3 separate regions of the Mus musculus genome follow, and regions 2 and 3 are each linked to region 1. Evidence: chromatin contacts called from public promoter capture Hi-C data. All regions are on one chromosome and are shown on one strand. Each heading gives the region's core, a stretch centred on a gene start, on an enhancer-like site or on the middle of the called end of the contact. The rest is flanking DNA. Distances are from core to core; before and after follow the strand shown.

What was found. Promoter capture Hi-C pulls out the DNA fragments that hold promoters and counts their contacts.
Region 2: a contact with region 1 is called in a promoter capture Hi-C map of liver, with 2.4 times the contacts expected there. The contact joins the promoter of Snapin here to the promoter of Tmem167b in region 1.
Region 3: a promoter capture Hi-C map of cranial neural crest shows a contact between it and region 1. The contact joins the promoter of Chtop here to the promoter of Tmem167b in region 1. A contact is called at or near these places in 2 of 39 promoter capture datasets (cranial neural crest and pre-B cells).

What each region holds. Positions count from the first base shown.
Region 1 is chr3:108,560,308-108,565,170 of GRCm38.p6, forward strand. It overlaps Tmem167b (transmembrane protein 167B), which reads right to left and starts at 2,159. Exons shown (of 3, transcript NM_026198.2): 1 at 1,964-2,159; 2 at 1-11. The coding sequence starts at 1,973.
Region 2 is chr3:90,488,662-90,493,524 of GRCm38.p6, forward strand. Snapin (SNAP-associated protein) reads right to left here and starts at 2,352. Exons shown (of 4, transcript NM_133854.3): 1 at 2,171-2,352; 2 at 1,887-1,933; 3 at 1,493-1,611; 4 at 1-932. The coding sequence starts at 2,313. The coding sequence ends at 831.
Region 3 is chr3:90,506,484-90,511,346 of GRCm38.p6, forward strand. It overlaps Chtop (chromatin target of PRMT1), which reads right to left and starts at 3,015. Exons shown (of 6, transcript NM_001293776.1): 1 at 2,708-3,015; 2 at 1,062-1,143. The coding sequence starts at 1,126. It overlaps S100a1 (S100 calcium binding protein A1), which reads right to left. Exons shown (of 3, transcript NM_011309.3): 3 at 4,551-4,863. The coding sequence ends at 4,738.

The DNA.
Region 1 (4,863 bases), core at 909-3,408:
CAAGGAGTACACTGTCACAAAGAGAAGGAGAGAGAGTCTTTGATGCTGCTGTGCCTGAGGAGGTGATGCTGCCCAGACTGCAGTGCTGAGGCCACCTCAACGGCAGGGCCAACGGTAAACAGGAAGGGTCCATGATCTTGGCACTGTTTCCCCAACCTGCTTGTAAAAAGCCCCTTTATCACTCCACTCCCCCGCCCTCACTACAAACTAGAAGACACACGTGTATTTGTGTGGCACTCTTGGAAGTAACTGAGGCTAGTACTCGGCTAGTCCTCGGAGTCTGAGCATACAGATTTACATATGTTCTTGATATAAATCACTCATCTGATGCAGGAAAGCTCAGTCTTTAGCCAAGATTTTCAGATCTGCATCTGTTGGTAAAGCATATGTTACGGCGGACCATAAACGTTAGTGGAAATTCCAAGAGTTAAACCTCATATGGCTACACTTTTGCTATACTCCGTTGCTATTTCAAGTACAGTACAGTTAACAAATCATATTCTTGCCAGGACAAAAGATGGGCACAAAATGGAAGACAGGAAGCACTGGTGTCCATGAGGCAGAACGATGCACCCCTGGAACACTGGTGTTAGCTAAGTGCAGCCCAAGTTACAAAGGGGAAAGGGAGCCCATATCCTGCTTCTGCTCCACACAGCGTCCTGCTGTGTAGGCAGGGCTGGCCTTAAACTTGTGGTCTGCCTGCCTCCTCCTACTCAACGCTCGGCTTAGAGGCATGCCAAATACAACCTGCAAAGCCCACTCTCAAAACAACAAAACAAAAATGTATCTGATGCTTAGGTGACACAGAAAGCTCTTAGTTCTGCTTCTTACATGTGATACCCAGGTAAGCAAAATGAATTACATAAAGGCAGATTTTATTCAGTAATCAACTGTGCCAGAATATTTTATTTCCTAGTTTACACTATGTCTTCCTCCGTTCCTTCTTTAACTTTGTGTACTATGGTAAGACTGACTACCCAGAAAGCTTCAAATGGATATTATATACAATCAGGGTCTTTGTCGGTTCCCGCCAGTTCTGGACTATACTGACTTCTTCCAGTGAAACTATTTCACAGCTAGTTCCAGTATATCAGTCAGCTCACAGACAGTTTCTATGGATGCCTTTATGTCTTGCTCTTTTACTCCTATAAGTTAAGAGACAATGCCAAAATTCACAAGGAAATGACATTTCAGTCTTCAGTGTCACGTCTATGGAAGTCTATGAGAAATACTTTCCCGAGCCTCTCCAATCATAGTACCTAGAAAAGGCTTTCTTATTTCCGTTCCTGTAAGACTGACTATAAAGGTCTTAATTCATGCTCTAGAACCTGAAAATCATGACTATAAAATTGTTTGAAGCAATCTGGAAAAATTACAAGTGCTCCATCACTAATAAAAGGCGGCTTCTAAATCCACCCTTTGCGGTATTAGCCAGAAGCTCCAGATGGAGCCACCCAACTAGGACTTTAGTCAAACGAATGAAGGCTTTTTTTGGTGTCTTTTAAATTAACAAAATAAACAAACAAACAAAAAACTTTGGGGGTTGTCTACAATCACCTCCCCCGCAAACGGTGGGATTTGATACCATTACTAAGTCCTTTCAACCAGCTTACTGTCAGAAAGTATGAGACCTTAGGGAACTGGATAACAGCTTCTCTCCCCTGGGGACTAACAACATAATTCTATAGTGAACGACCTCCCCAGCGGCCAGAACCAACTTCTAGGAAAGAAAAGAGAGTAAAGGGTGATAACGAAAAGTCAGGTGTGGCACTAGGGTACCTTGATGGGCTTGAGAAAAGAGAAACTGCAAGGAGCATCCCAGACAGGAGTTAGGGGCTCCCCAAGGTCCAGGGGGGCCGGGCTGGGAGGGGGCGGGGGGAACGGCCACGTCAGTCTAGCCCCGCCCGCCACGTTTGGTCCCAGTCCTCTACCGCCACCCTCCGCTCGGGCCCCCAGCTCTCACCGTTCGTCATGGCGGTAGTGCCCGGCTGGGGTGAGGGGTCCGGGTTCAGCTGTGGCGGCTGCAAATGCGGGGGAACCCGGCTCCCACTTGACACTTCCCGATCCGGGCCGTGGTGACGGGGAACGAGCCGTAGTACGCAAGCGCGAGAGCCGAGCGAGAGAAACGCCGAACTCAATCAGGCATAATTAGCTGATCGTCGAGCCAAAGCCTCGCCCTGCCTGCGTAGCGTCTGCGTCCCTACGTAGTGGGAGGAGAGCGTGTTGGGCGAGGCTTCCTTTGTGGTCATGGCAACCGGAAGTCCGCCTGCTTGCTCCTGTCTAATTAGACCGACTGGACCCAGACAGTGTGTTTGAAAAATAAAGGCTGTAGGGATTGCTCTGTGACACATGTTCAGTGTGCCAGAACATGTCGTTCCCCGTTGTATCTACTTGAGAACAAAACTTAGGGTTCCAGTGATTCATGACCAAGAAACAAAAGAAAGCCATCCCGTTTCCTCCAACTTATTTAGGTGACAACTGGTAGTGAAATCAGGTACAGTTCCAAGAGAAAACACTTGGGAACCAGGCTATAATGCGAAGCAATTGCACGTAAGGTGGCGCACGTGTGTATACTACAGCAGGGTCACTGTATCTTACCATACCAAGCTGAAAACGTCACCACTGTCAGGATAGTTGGACCGTTCTTGGGGACACGGCTTGTTTGTTTTGTTTTGTTTTGTTTGTTTGTTTTGCTTCTATGCTCTGCAGCAGTAATATGTGCTGTAATATCTGAAACCCGACGAGAGTTTGAGTGCTGAGGGGGATACCACAGTAGTTGCTCGGACTCCTGGGACAGCCCTTGTTAGGTGGCTTCTTGCGGAAATCTAGCCAAGCTGCCTCTGACTTTCGTAAACGGAATAAGAAACTATAACAAAAGCCACATGCTTCCGATCCTAAAGCTTTCGGTTGTCAGAAGCATTCAGACAGCTTCCTGTTTGTTAGAATGACTTTCTTTTCCTTAAATTACCAGGATAGTTTCCTTTATCTGCAGAGTTTAAGTCATGCTGGCCTCACCTCTTCAGAAATGTACCCTGGCTTCTCTGAAGATGTTTTGACTAGATGATGACAGTCTAATGGTGGGCTGGCGTGCAGGGAACAAAGCTTTAGGTTCTGCTTTGTAAACTGGGACCTTCAATTATAGACAGCTGGGTCTGCTTTTCTAGAGTCTGACTGAAAGTGCTGCACTCAGAAACCTAAGAATTCTGTCCATTCCTGCTACAGTGCCATCTGCTGGCTGTGAACCGCCTGGTTACCTAGAACAAAACTGTCAGAAGACTTGGAATGGACAGTCAAGAGGAGGAAACCACTAGTAGAGTAGCCACAGTGTTTGATGTAGGAAAGAGTACTTGAGCCGGGCAGTGATGGCACACGCCTTTAATCCCAGCACTTGGGAGGCAGAGGCAGGCGGATTTCTGAGTTCGAGGCCAGCCTGGTCTACAGAGTGAGTTCCAGGACAGCTAGGGCTATACAGAGAAACCCTGTCTTGAAAAACCAGAAGAAGAAAAAAAAGAGTCATTGAAAAAAATATACTCAAATTAAGAAATTACAGCATCAAAAACCAAAAGATATATAGAAAAACCCTAACATAATCACTAATATAATCACTTGGATTACATATGTGTGTATACACACAGGACATTCCACAAAGCAAGACAGGACTGCAGAGATGGCTTAGTGGTTGACAGCATTTGCTTCTCTTGTTAAGACCTTCGTTAGGTTTCCAGCATCCAAGTGATGGCTCACAACGATATGTTCCTCTGGTTCCAGGAGATCCTGTTGTAGAAATAATAATAAAAATTGTTCCTCACACTTAGAGATGAAGGCAAAGATCTGTACTAAAGTGCCTGGCTGACTGTGGTTAATGCCTAAATTAGAGTCAGCCTTGACAGGATTGTACTAACTGGTAGCTTCAGTATGCTTGGCCCAGGGAGTGGCACTATTAGGAGGTGTGGCCTTGTTGGAGGAAGTGTGTTACTGTAGGGTGGGCTTTTAGACCCTTTCTCCTGGCTGTAGTCAGATCAAGATACAGAGCCCTCAGCTCCTCCAGAGCCATGCCTGCCTGGACAACTGCCATGCTTCCAACCATGATGATAGTGGACTGAACCTCTGAACCTCTAAGCCAGCACCTTTGTAAGAGTTGCCTTGGCCGTGGTGTCTCTTCACAGCAATGGAAACTCTAAGACACTAACTCATATACACATTGGCTTATACACTTCACAAGCATGCATTTCACAAACACTGTCATCTTGGGTCCCAGTCCCAAAGTACACTTCAATCAATTCTGTCTAATGGCAGATATGATCTAATGTGTGCTGGTCATTCCTGATGAATAAACATTTATATCCTAGCATCCAAAACTTCATTTATCTAACAGAGCTGGTTAGCATGCTACTTACCTTTAATTATTTTGGAGGCAAAAGTAGCTAAATTCTACTTGTGTGAAGGAAATCTATCATTAAGTCCTCTATAACATTAATTTTATTACTTTGAGTTTCTTCTACATGGGCCCCACACTGCTGTTCTGGACTCTGTGGGCACACAAGCAGGCTTGTGGTACACAAATATACACACAGACAAACCACTCACACATACATAAAAATAAAACAGGCTGAGCTGGGGGAATGTCAAGTTGGAAACCAACTTGGGTGGGTGGGTGGGTGAGTGAGTGAGTGAGTTTCAGATCAGCCTTTGCCATGTAGTGAGACTTCATTTCAATAAAACAAGGGCCAGAGATGTGGCTCAGCCATAGAACACATGCCTAATGGGTTCAAAGTTCTGCGTTCAATCCTCAGTAGTGTCAAAGAAAAGAAAGGCATTCCTCCCATTCTTAGAAGTTATTTCTCGCTTTTTCTTAATACATCT
Region 2 (4,863 bases), core at 1,102-3,601, about 18 Mb before region 1:
ATGTGTGTGTGTGCTGGGCCAAAAGGCCAGACAAGGGCATTGGGTTCCCCTGGAGCTGGAGTTAGAGGCTGCTGTGAGTCACCATGTGGGCGCTAAGCACTGGACGCCATCTGGAAGAATCACCAGTGTTCTTAACCATTGAGCCATCCCTCTAGCCCTTAAAATATGTAGTCTAAACAAAAAAAAAAATCGCAAAAGCTTAGGACTCTTAGCTGTCAAGGCTCTGCCTTGACCTTGGATCCTCGCTATCTGGCATGCTCTCCTTGGGTAGCAATGAAGGCAACAGTTGCGAAACTTGTTAATAGGAGTTAACCTAAACATTATAGAGTGTAAGATGATCCTGGAAAGGTTATTACCTTCTGAGAGGAACTGTGGTGAAGCAGAGGGGGAGAAATAGGAGTATACTTTCTCACTAAATCTGGTGTTTTCTCAATTTTCTACCACACGATGCCTAATTTACTTAGTATTCTTTGGGGGAAATATATAGAGGCTTGAGCCCGGCACTCTGACACATGCCTATTATAATCCCAGCATTCAGGAGGCTAAGGCAAGAGGACATGTTTGAGGCCAGCCGGGACTACATACTGAGATCTTGTCTCAAGATTAACAAAACCCAAAAGGTAGAGGCTCTTTCTTGGATGGACAAGCTGTGATGGAGGTTCTTTAGGAAATAGTCCTGCCGTACGCATGTTTCTTGAGGCGGCTACATGAATGAGTACATAGTGCAAAAAAAATCAAAGGTCTACAGAGACTTTCCTGGAATCTTCTCGTGTCTACCAGACAAAGCCGTTGGAGAATTGTACTTGTATACTCAGGTCACGGGCCCGTGCTTATTTGCTTGGAGAACCAGGAGGGTAAACTCCTGAATCCAGCATAGCTCTCCTGCGAGCTGTTTCCTTGGCCACGCTGTGGTTTAACCGCCTTAGTCGTTCCTGTAAGACAGGAAGATGGGGAATCTAATGACTGCTGTAAAAGGTTTTAACTGAGTCCCCTCTGCCCCTGTCCCCAGACTGTTTTTTCTCTGTGTAGCCCTGGAACTTGCTCTGTAGACCAGGATGGCCTCAAACTCAGAAATTTGCCTGCTTATATGTCCAGCTGGCTTTGGCTCTTTTCAAGCCAGCCCTTTACGTTAAAATGGACTTGTAAATGACAGCCACTAGAAGTTAAGAATTAGAAGTTAAGAATTGGCACTTGTCTAGTTTGAGGCCTAGTAATGGGGTGAGGGGAATATGGGCCTTTATTATCAGATTAGTTAACACCACTCTTTTCCCCCATAGTTGCTTCACAGTGTTGAAGACATAAAGCAGGATAAACAAGAAGAAATTTTTTTGAAAGAGGGTCATGCTATGTAGCCCTAGCTGATTTGATAGTCCAGGCTCTGCTCAAAGTTCAAGCCATCCTTCTTGCCTTAGCCTACCAAATGCTGAAACTACAGCATGTACCACCATGCACTGCTGGGATTATTATTATTATTACTATTTTATTATTTTACCTGTGCATTCTGTAAAATATTGTTGACCAAGACAACTCGTCGCCTGGCATTAAGCAGCTTCTTAACATAGGGGTCCAGATCCAGGGCCACTTTCTGATCCTCATTGATCCGGCACAGTTCTGGGAAGAGGAAATGGGCAACCAACATCTAATGGCTCATTTTTTGTTCTTAGGGAATGGAAGAGAGGAATGGGATGAAAAATACTCTTGCAGTCTTGTGTGGGCCACAGACACCTTCCCTTCTTCCATTCTGTCCTAAAATATCCCCAGAAATTGGAGTCCTTGGGTAGTTCTGATATTGAGAAGCAAGTGACAGAAACTTAGCCTAAAACCTGGGGAAACAAAGTTCCCGAAAGTGAGATCAGGGATTCTAGGTATCCTGGCTGCTCACTCACCTGTAGCTAGGTTGTCAATTTGTTCCCGGAGCTCTACTTGGCTTTCTCTGCAAAGTGGTACAAAAGTCTACAACGGTCAGTGACTGGGACGCGGGAAACGAATTCTACTTATTCCCCAAATACTGAGACAAGCCAACCTCAACTTCAAGGCCTCACCCAGGCCCTTCCGCCTATTTACCCAGTCTCAACATCAGTGTCTCAAGAATGTATCTAGTATTTCTTCGGGGCCCCGCCCCTACAAAGCCAGTTCCCTAGGCCCCGCCCCCAGCAACCCGGTCCTGCACCTGACCGCGTGCACGTGAGAGTCGAGCTGCTGCACCGCGGGTCGCAGGAACTCCAGGAGCCCCTCGGCAAAGAGGTCGCGGCCTGTGGGCCCCGCCACTGGGGTCCCGGCCCCTGACACAGCAGCGGAACCAGCCGCGGCCATCGCGAACTGCCCTGACGCCCTCAGCCTGCCGCGAGGGTCGCCGGGAACTCCAGACCGCCGCTGTGCACCGCGAGAGGGCGCTTAGATATACAGCCCAGACGGCAGTGGGATAGCTGGGAAATGGAGTCCTCAGTGAGCCCCGGCAAGCGGGCCGGGACCAGAGCCTCTTCTTCCATGGGCCTGTAGGGGGCGGATCTAGACTTCTGGAGATAGATTGCCCTGTAACTATGTAAACCAGGCTGATCTTTTCTTTCTTTCTTTCTTTCTTTCTTTCTTTCTTTCTTTCTTTCTTTCTTTCTTTCTTTCTTTCTTTCTTTCTTTCTTTCTTTCTTTCTTTTCTTTCTTCCTTCCTTCCTTCCTTCCTTCCTTTCTTTCTTTCCTTTCTCTCTCTCTTTCCTCCTCCTCCTCCTCTTCTACTTCTTCTTCCTCTTCTTCCTCTTCCTTCTTTCCTTTTTAAAAAAGATTTATCATATGTAAGTACATTGTAGCTGTCTTCAGACTCGCCAGAAGAGGGCATCAGATCTCATTACAGCTGGTTGTGAGCCACCATGTGGTTGTTGGGATTTGAAGGTTGCTGTGTTTTGAACTCAGGAGCAGTTAGTACTCCTAACCGCTGAGCCATCTAAGTGCTATTGTCCATAGCCTTCTCCATGGGAATTGATGAGAAAGCCATGTAATATTCATGTTAAGGGTTCTTTCTTTTCTCTCTCTTCCTCTCTCCCACTCCCTCTTTTTTTTTTTTTTTTTTTTTTTTTGCCCTCTCCCCATCTATCTCCCTCTCCCTCTTTCTTGCAGACAGGATTTCTTTGTGTGGCCCTGGCTGTCCTGGAACTCACTCTGGCTGCCCTTGAACTCCAGTGCTGGGATTAAAGGTGTATCCCACCACTGCCCTCGAGTTTTATTTCTAAAGATTTGCTATTTTTGTTAGAGAAAGTCCTGCCGTGTTACCAAGGCTAGCCTTGAGCTCACAAGCTCTGTTTTTTTTTTTCCATTTTTTATTAGGTATTTAGCTCATTTACATTTCCAATGCTATACCAAAAGTCCCCCATAGCCACCCACCCCCACTCCCCTACCCACCCACTCCCCCTTTTTGGCCCTGGCGTTCCCCTGTACTGGGGCATATAAAGTTTGTTTGTCCAATGGGCCTCTCTTTCCAGTGATGGCCGACTAGGCCATCTTTTGATACATATGCAGCTAGAGTCAAGAGCTCCGGGGTACTGGTTAGTTCATAATGTTGTTCCACCTATAGGGTTGCAGATCCCTTTAGCTCCTTGGCTACTTTCTCTAGCTCCTCCATTGGGAGCCCTGTGATCTATCCATTAGCTGACTGTGAGCATCCACTTCTGTGTTTGCTAGGCCCCGGCATAGTCTCACAAGAGACAGCTACATCTGGGTCCTTTCGATAAAATCTTGCTAGTGTATGCAATGGTGTCAGCGTTTGGATGCTGATTATGGGGTGGATCCCTGGATATGGCAGTCTCTACATGGTCCAACCTTTCATCTCAGCTCCAAACTTTGTCTCTGTAACTCCTTCCATGGGTGTTTTGTTCCCAATTCTAAGGAGGGGCATAGTGTACAAGCTCTGTTTTAAGTCTTTCAAGTGCTGGAGTTACAGGTCTGTGCCACCATGACAGGATTTAAAGTTAAGGGTTTTTTGTTTTGCTGAAATTTTTGAGGGGGGCTTGAAACCAGGGCCTTGTGATTGCTAGACAAATGTTCTGCTGAGCTATAGTCCTACTGTACCTTCCCTCTACCCCCACCTCACTTTTTGAGATAAGGTTTCACTAAATTGCCAGATTGGACTTGAATTTGCTTTGTAGTACACACAGGCCTTGACTATGTATGTGATCCTCCTGCCTCAGGTTCAGGCTTATACCAGCTTTAGCTTCTAAAGTTGTTTTTGATTTGTTTTTCAGTTTTATTTTGTGTGTGTTCATGTGTGTGTGGAAACCTTTGCCATGGCATATGGGTAGAGGTCAGAGAACAATTTGTGAGAGGTCAATTCTCTCCTTCCATCATGTGGGTCCCCAGCATTGAACCTTCAGGTTTGGCAGTAGGCCCCTTAACTTTCAGAGCCATTTTGCTGGCTCTACCTTTTTGCTTTGTTTTGTTTTTTGGTGTGTATATGCAGGTGTGAGGAAAGGTATGTACATATTAGGTTCCTAGGGAGATCAGAGGAGTTGGTTACAGGCAGTTGTAAGCTGCTGACAAGGGTACATGGAACCAAACCAGGTCTCTGAAAAAGCATCATGTCCTAAGCCATTGCTTCAGCTCTCTGACAGATTGCTGTAAAAATCACTACTTGAAAACTAGGTGCAGGTGTGTGTGTGCCTGCGTGTGAGAGTGCTCAGAGACAAAAAATCCCCTGGGGCTTTGAAGACAGGAGTGTTGGATTCCCTAGAGCTGGAGTTAACAGGAGCTTCCTGATATGGGAACCCATCTGGAGACCTCTGCAAGAGCAGTAAGTACTCTTAAATCACTGAACCATCTCTTTAGCTTTTTCTCACCCAAGAATATTCTTAATGGCATCAAATATGCACAAAATTGTAT
Region 3 (4,863 bases), core at 1,765-4,264, about 18 Mb before region 1:
AAGGGCTCAGGTAACAGCTCTTAAGAGAAGTGGAAAGCATGAAATACACGCAGTAAGCAAATATGATGACAAGAAACAGAGATGCAGTTACAAAGACAAACAGAAATGCCGACACTTTTGGAGAGTGAAAGTTCATTCAAAGGACAAACAGGAGGAAGGATCAGAGCACCTTCAAAGTCCACTGAAATAACAGACTCATGAGTTATGGGAGTTTATTACATTCTAACATGTTACTTAGTAACACATGAATACAGGAAATTAATGTATCACATCTTAAAAGATGAACAGAGAAGCACATGTGCTTCTGAAGCAAACACAGGCACTAAATTAAATGCCTTGGGAGTTCTAGCAACAACATAATAAAATGGTGAAAGACACCAAATAAATGAAATTCTCAGAAACAAAAACTGCCTTTAAATACAAATAACCACTCTTTCTGACTCAGGACTTCTGAGAAAGTTAAATTAGTTAAGTCGCTTAAGAGCCTAAGAGGACATTATTCTATCATTCCTGTTATGATTAAGTTTAATAGAAGTAAACACACAGCTGATGAAAGATTTCAAAACAAAACAAACTAAAAAGCAGAATGGGAAGAAAGTGAAATGGAGCAAAGCAAGTGCCTCTTACAAGGCCCAAGAATGCCATTCAGGGGCCTTTGGACATAGTCTCGGCTTGCTACCTGCCTCTTACAGGCCAGACACAACACTGCTGGCCTCGGACTAGGCAGCAAGCCTCTTGCAGCCAGGATATACCATACCATCATGCTGCACCACCCCTGTATCAATGTTAGGAAAAAAAATTGAAGGGAGGGTGTGAGGAGTCTTTTAAAAAATATATCCCACCAGGTAAATATTTCAGATAGCTTAATATAAAAATCTACTGATAAGGGGTTTTGAAACAACTGCCCAATTTGTTTTGTACCACATTAGATGCAATTAAGAACAGAGGTCTGTAGCCTTCTGTCATTTAGCTTACAACTGGCTTTTTTTGTATTGGACCCCAGGGTCAATTTAAGTAATGTTTTCTTAGGAAGGAGCTGAAGTTGCTGTTGGCTGCCTCACCGCTCATTTAGAGACATCTTGGTGGTGCTTTTTAGCACAACTTTCGGCGCTGACTGTGCAGCCATCTTCAAATCCCGAGAATCTACAAAGGACAATATGCATGAGTCAATCAAAATAATGAAGCTTGCATTTTCACAAGAAGCAAGGCATAAATCTGTTAAAGGCCTATATTTTTAACTCTGAAGATGGTATCATGAGATCTTAAGTTTGCCAGGTGGTGGTGGTGGTGCACTTTTAGTCACAGCATTCCTGAAGCAGAGGTAGGTGGCTCCCTTTGAGTTCGAGGCTAGCCAGGTCTACATAGCAAGTTCCAGGACAGCCACGGCTACCTAAGAGAAACCCTGTGAGGTGGGGGCTTACGTCCATACAATAGTTATAAAAATTTCAAAGCTCCAGGATGGAGAACATCTGCCAAAGTCTCCAAAATAGCAGAATGAGATGTAGCCAAAGCCTAGGAGTTTGGCTTTCAATAGTTCTTCTCAGCCTGGACTGTATGTGACTTAGCTGAGGAATGTTTGAAAAAAAAAAAAAAAAGAAAAAGTCCCTCCCAAACTAAACTAAATTCTTGATGCCTGGATCCAGACCAATTAAAGTACAATCTGGCCATGAGGATGGGGTACAGCAACTGGGATTGGGGGTGCTACCCAGGTACATCTTACATGTCTATAGAAAGTTGAGGGTCATGGATCTAGAGAAATGGAGGAGCTGGGAATATAGCTCCTCAGTAGAGTGCTTGTTTAGCACTGATGAAGCCCTGGGAAGTTCAATTCCCAGCAGCAACAGGGGAGTGGTGTAACAGTCTGAGGCTGTAACGGGTTACATTGTCACACTGTGAGGACCGGACTCTCATACACCCAAAATAAAAAGAAAAGCCTAGTTTCAAAATCGATTCTCAACTCCAAATGCAGGTGGAGCTCTAGTTAGACATGGCAGGGGAAAGACAGAAGAGGTTTTCTAAATGGGTATTCAATCTGAGAGCTCTGTTAAGAGCACACCACAATATTTTAACTGTAGTGGCATATACTGGGGAGGGGCTGAGGCAAGGGGGTCACAAGCTCAAGGCGAGCCCGGGTGATTTGACAGACCCTGTTTCAAACTAAGATTATTATTATTTTTAAAGCTGGAGATGTTAACTCGGGGCGCTAGTTTAGCCAAAGTACGATTTTGGGTTCAACTTCGGTGCCGCAAAAAAAAAAAAAAAAAAAAAAAAAAGAATCAAAATCGAACACCCAGAGCCGCCGCTAATTCCTGTACTCCTCATTTGACCTCCACCTCGAAGCCTCTCAGGACTCCAACTTTGATCAGGCGACTATTTCCGTGGTTATCCCCATCAAACGCTATTCTGGGGCGAGGCTTTGGCTCCGATGGAGGACGCTTATCTAGGTAAGCAAGACACTGGATTTGAGGCCAAACCACTACGACCAGCACCACCAGCACCAGCACCTGCACCAGACACGCCAACCACAAGCAGCACCCGCACGGCTAGCGGCCCAGCTCGCTGGCCGCGGTTCCGGCTTAGCCTCCGCCTCCCGGCTCCGCCCCCTCCCCGGCCTCTGCGCACCTCAGCCCGGTCCACACCTGCCACCCACGCCACCGGGCCCCGGACCCCGCGCCCCTCCACCTCTGCCCTCTCCACAGAAACTCACCGAAGGAGATGGACGCCAGCGCTCCTCCCGGGGTTGCCACCACGGCTGCGGCGGGCGGCCCGGAGGCCGGCCTAACCTGAGCTGACGGCGGGCCGCTCGGGTTAACTAGCTGGGCGGTTGGCTTAGATGCTTAAACGGTAGGATGTGAGGCTTCCTCGTTGTGGGTTGAGTATCTAGCTGACCGATCCTCCCGCTCGTCAAGCCTGCCCTTTCCTGCCTTTCGTCTGGGCCCCCAGAGCCGGCGCCGCCAACTCCCGCTTGGTGTCCAAAACAAAATGGCCGCCGGGCCCACCAGTGCAGCGTGACCGGCTAAAATGGCGCCGACGGGCTTGCGTCAGTGCGCGCGCAACTAGGGGCGTGGCAACATGGTCCTTTGGCCTAGCGCAAGAATCGCAGCGAATCCCCACTGACTTTGGCAAAGATCCCTTAAGTTACGTGTAGTGCTCCGCCTTCGGGGGCGTGGCCAGTGGCCGTAATCGCTAAGTACCTCTAGACTACCTTCTGGACAAGTTTATGCCCCACTTTGGTGGGATTTTTGGCTTGCAAATAGCAGCTTAGATTGGCAACAGTGTTTGTATCCTTTTATTTCCCATTCCCAAGCTAAAGACAACTGTAAAAAGTCTTTATTAGGACCTTGAGACCTGGCTAATTTGCTCAGGCCCTCAAACCTATTTGTAGAGTTTCTGTTTCTTTTTGAGGCAGGCTTCCTTTGTGTAGACCAGACTGGCTTCGAACTCACAAAGATCCACCTCCTGACCCCCCCTAACCCCGCCCCTCCCAGTACTGGGATTTAAGACCCACACTGGACTCATCTACATCCTTTTATAGGGACTGCCTCTAGAAGATGTGGCTAGTTTTAGGGTGGGTCTTTTTACCTCAAGTAATCCAATAAAGCAAATCTGTATCCCCACTTATGTATCCCTAGTTCTTACATAATGTCTAGCAATGATGAGGCATCAATAAACACTGAATGAAGCTTGGGAAAAAGTTCTTCTAGTAGTTTTTTGGTTTTGTTTTCTGGTTTTGTTTTTTTGTTGTTGTTTTTTTTTTTTTTTTTTTTTCCGAGACAGGGTTTCTCTGTGTAGCCTTGGATGTCCTGGAACTCACTCTGTTGACCAGGCTGGCCTTGAACTCAGAAATCTGCCTGCCTCTGCCTCCCGAGTGCTGGGATTAAAGGCGTGTGTCACCACTGCCTCTGGTAGTTTTTTTGAGACAGAGTCTCTATAATGTAGTTCTGGCTGTTCTAGAATTCTCTATACAGACCAGGCTGGGCTTGGACTCACAGAGATCCTCCTGCCTTTTACGTCCCAGGTGCTGAGCTGGTGTTAACTATGGTACGTGCCACCATTTCTAGCTTTCTTCAGATTTTTTAAAAAAGATTTATTTATTTATTATATGTAAGTACACTGTAGATGTCTTCAGACACACTAGAAGAGGGCACCAGATCTCGTTACGGATGGTTGTGAGCCACCATGTGGTTGCTGGGATTTGAACTCCGGACCTTTGGAAGAGCAGTCAGGTACTCTTACCCACTCAGCCATCTCACCAGCCCCACATTTTTTGATGGCTTGTTTATTTCTGTTTCTGGCTATGTAGTATGGGCTGGCTTGGAACTCAAAATCTTCCTGCCTCATCCTTCAAGTCCTGGTATTACCAATTACTCATACAAATCCTTGAGAAGCCAATGACACTTGGATTCCAGCTAAAATTTTCGGACCCCTACATTTCTGGGTTTTGAGTGTTCCTTAAATAAGGAACTAATGTAAACTTGACAAGATAAGGTGTTGGGAGTGAGCACCCCTTACTTCACACATAGCCATGCCCAGAGGGTACAGACATTGATAGCTGGTGAGAGAGAAGGCTTTATTAAAACAAGTGGCAGATCTGGACTGCCACTCTTGTGCCCTTGGTGCACGTCGAGACTGGGCAAGGATGGGGACATAGGGAGGTACAGGTGGGGTGAGGAGCAAGCACGCTAAAGGGGAAATCTTGACAAGTGGGAGAGGAAGGGCACTGCTCACAGACTGTGCTCAACTGGTCTCCCAGAAGAAGTTGTTACAAGCCACTGTGAGAGCAGCCACCAGCACAACATACTCCTTGAAGTCCACTTCCCCATCTCCGTTTTCATCCAGTTCCTTCATTACCTTGTCCACAGC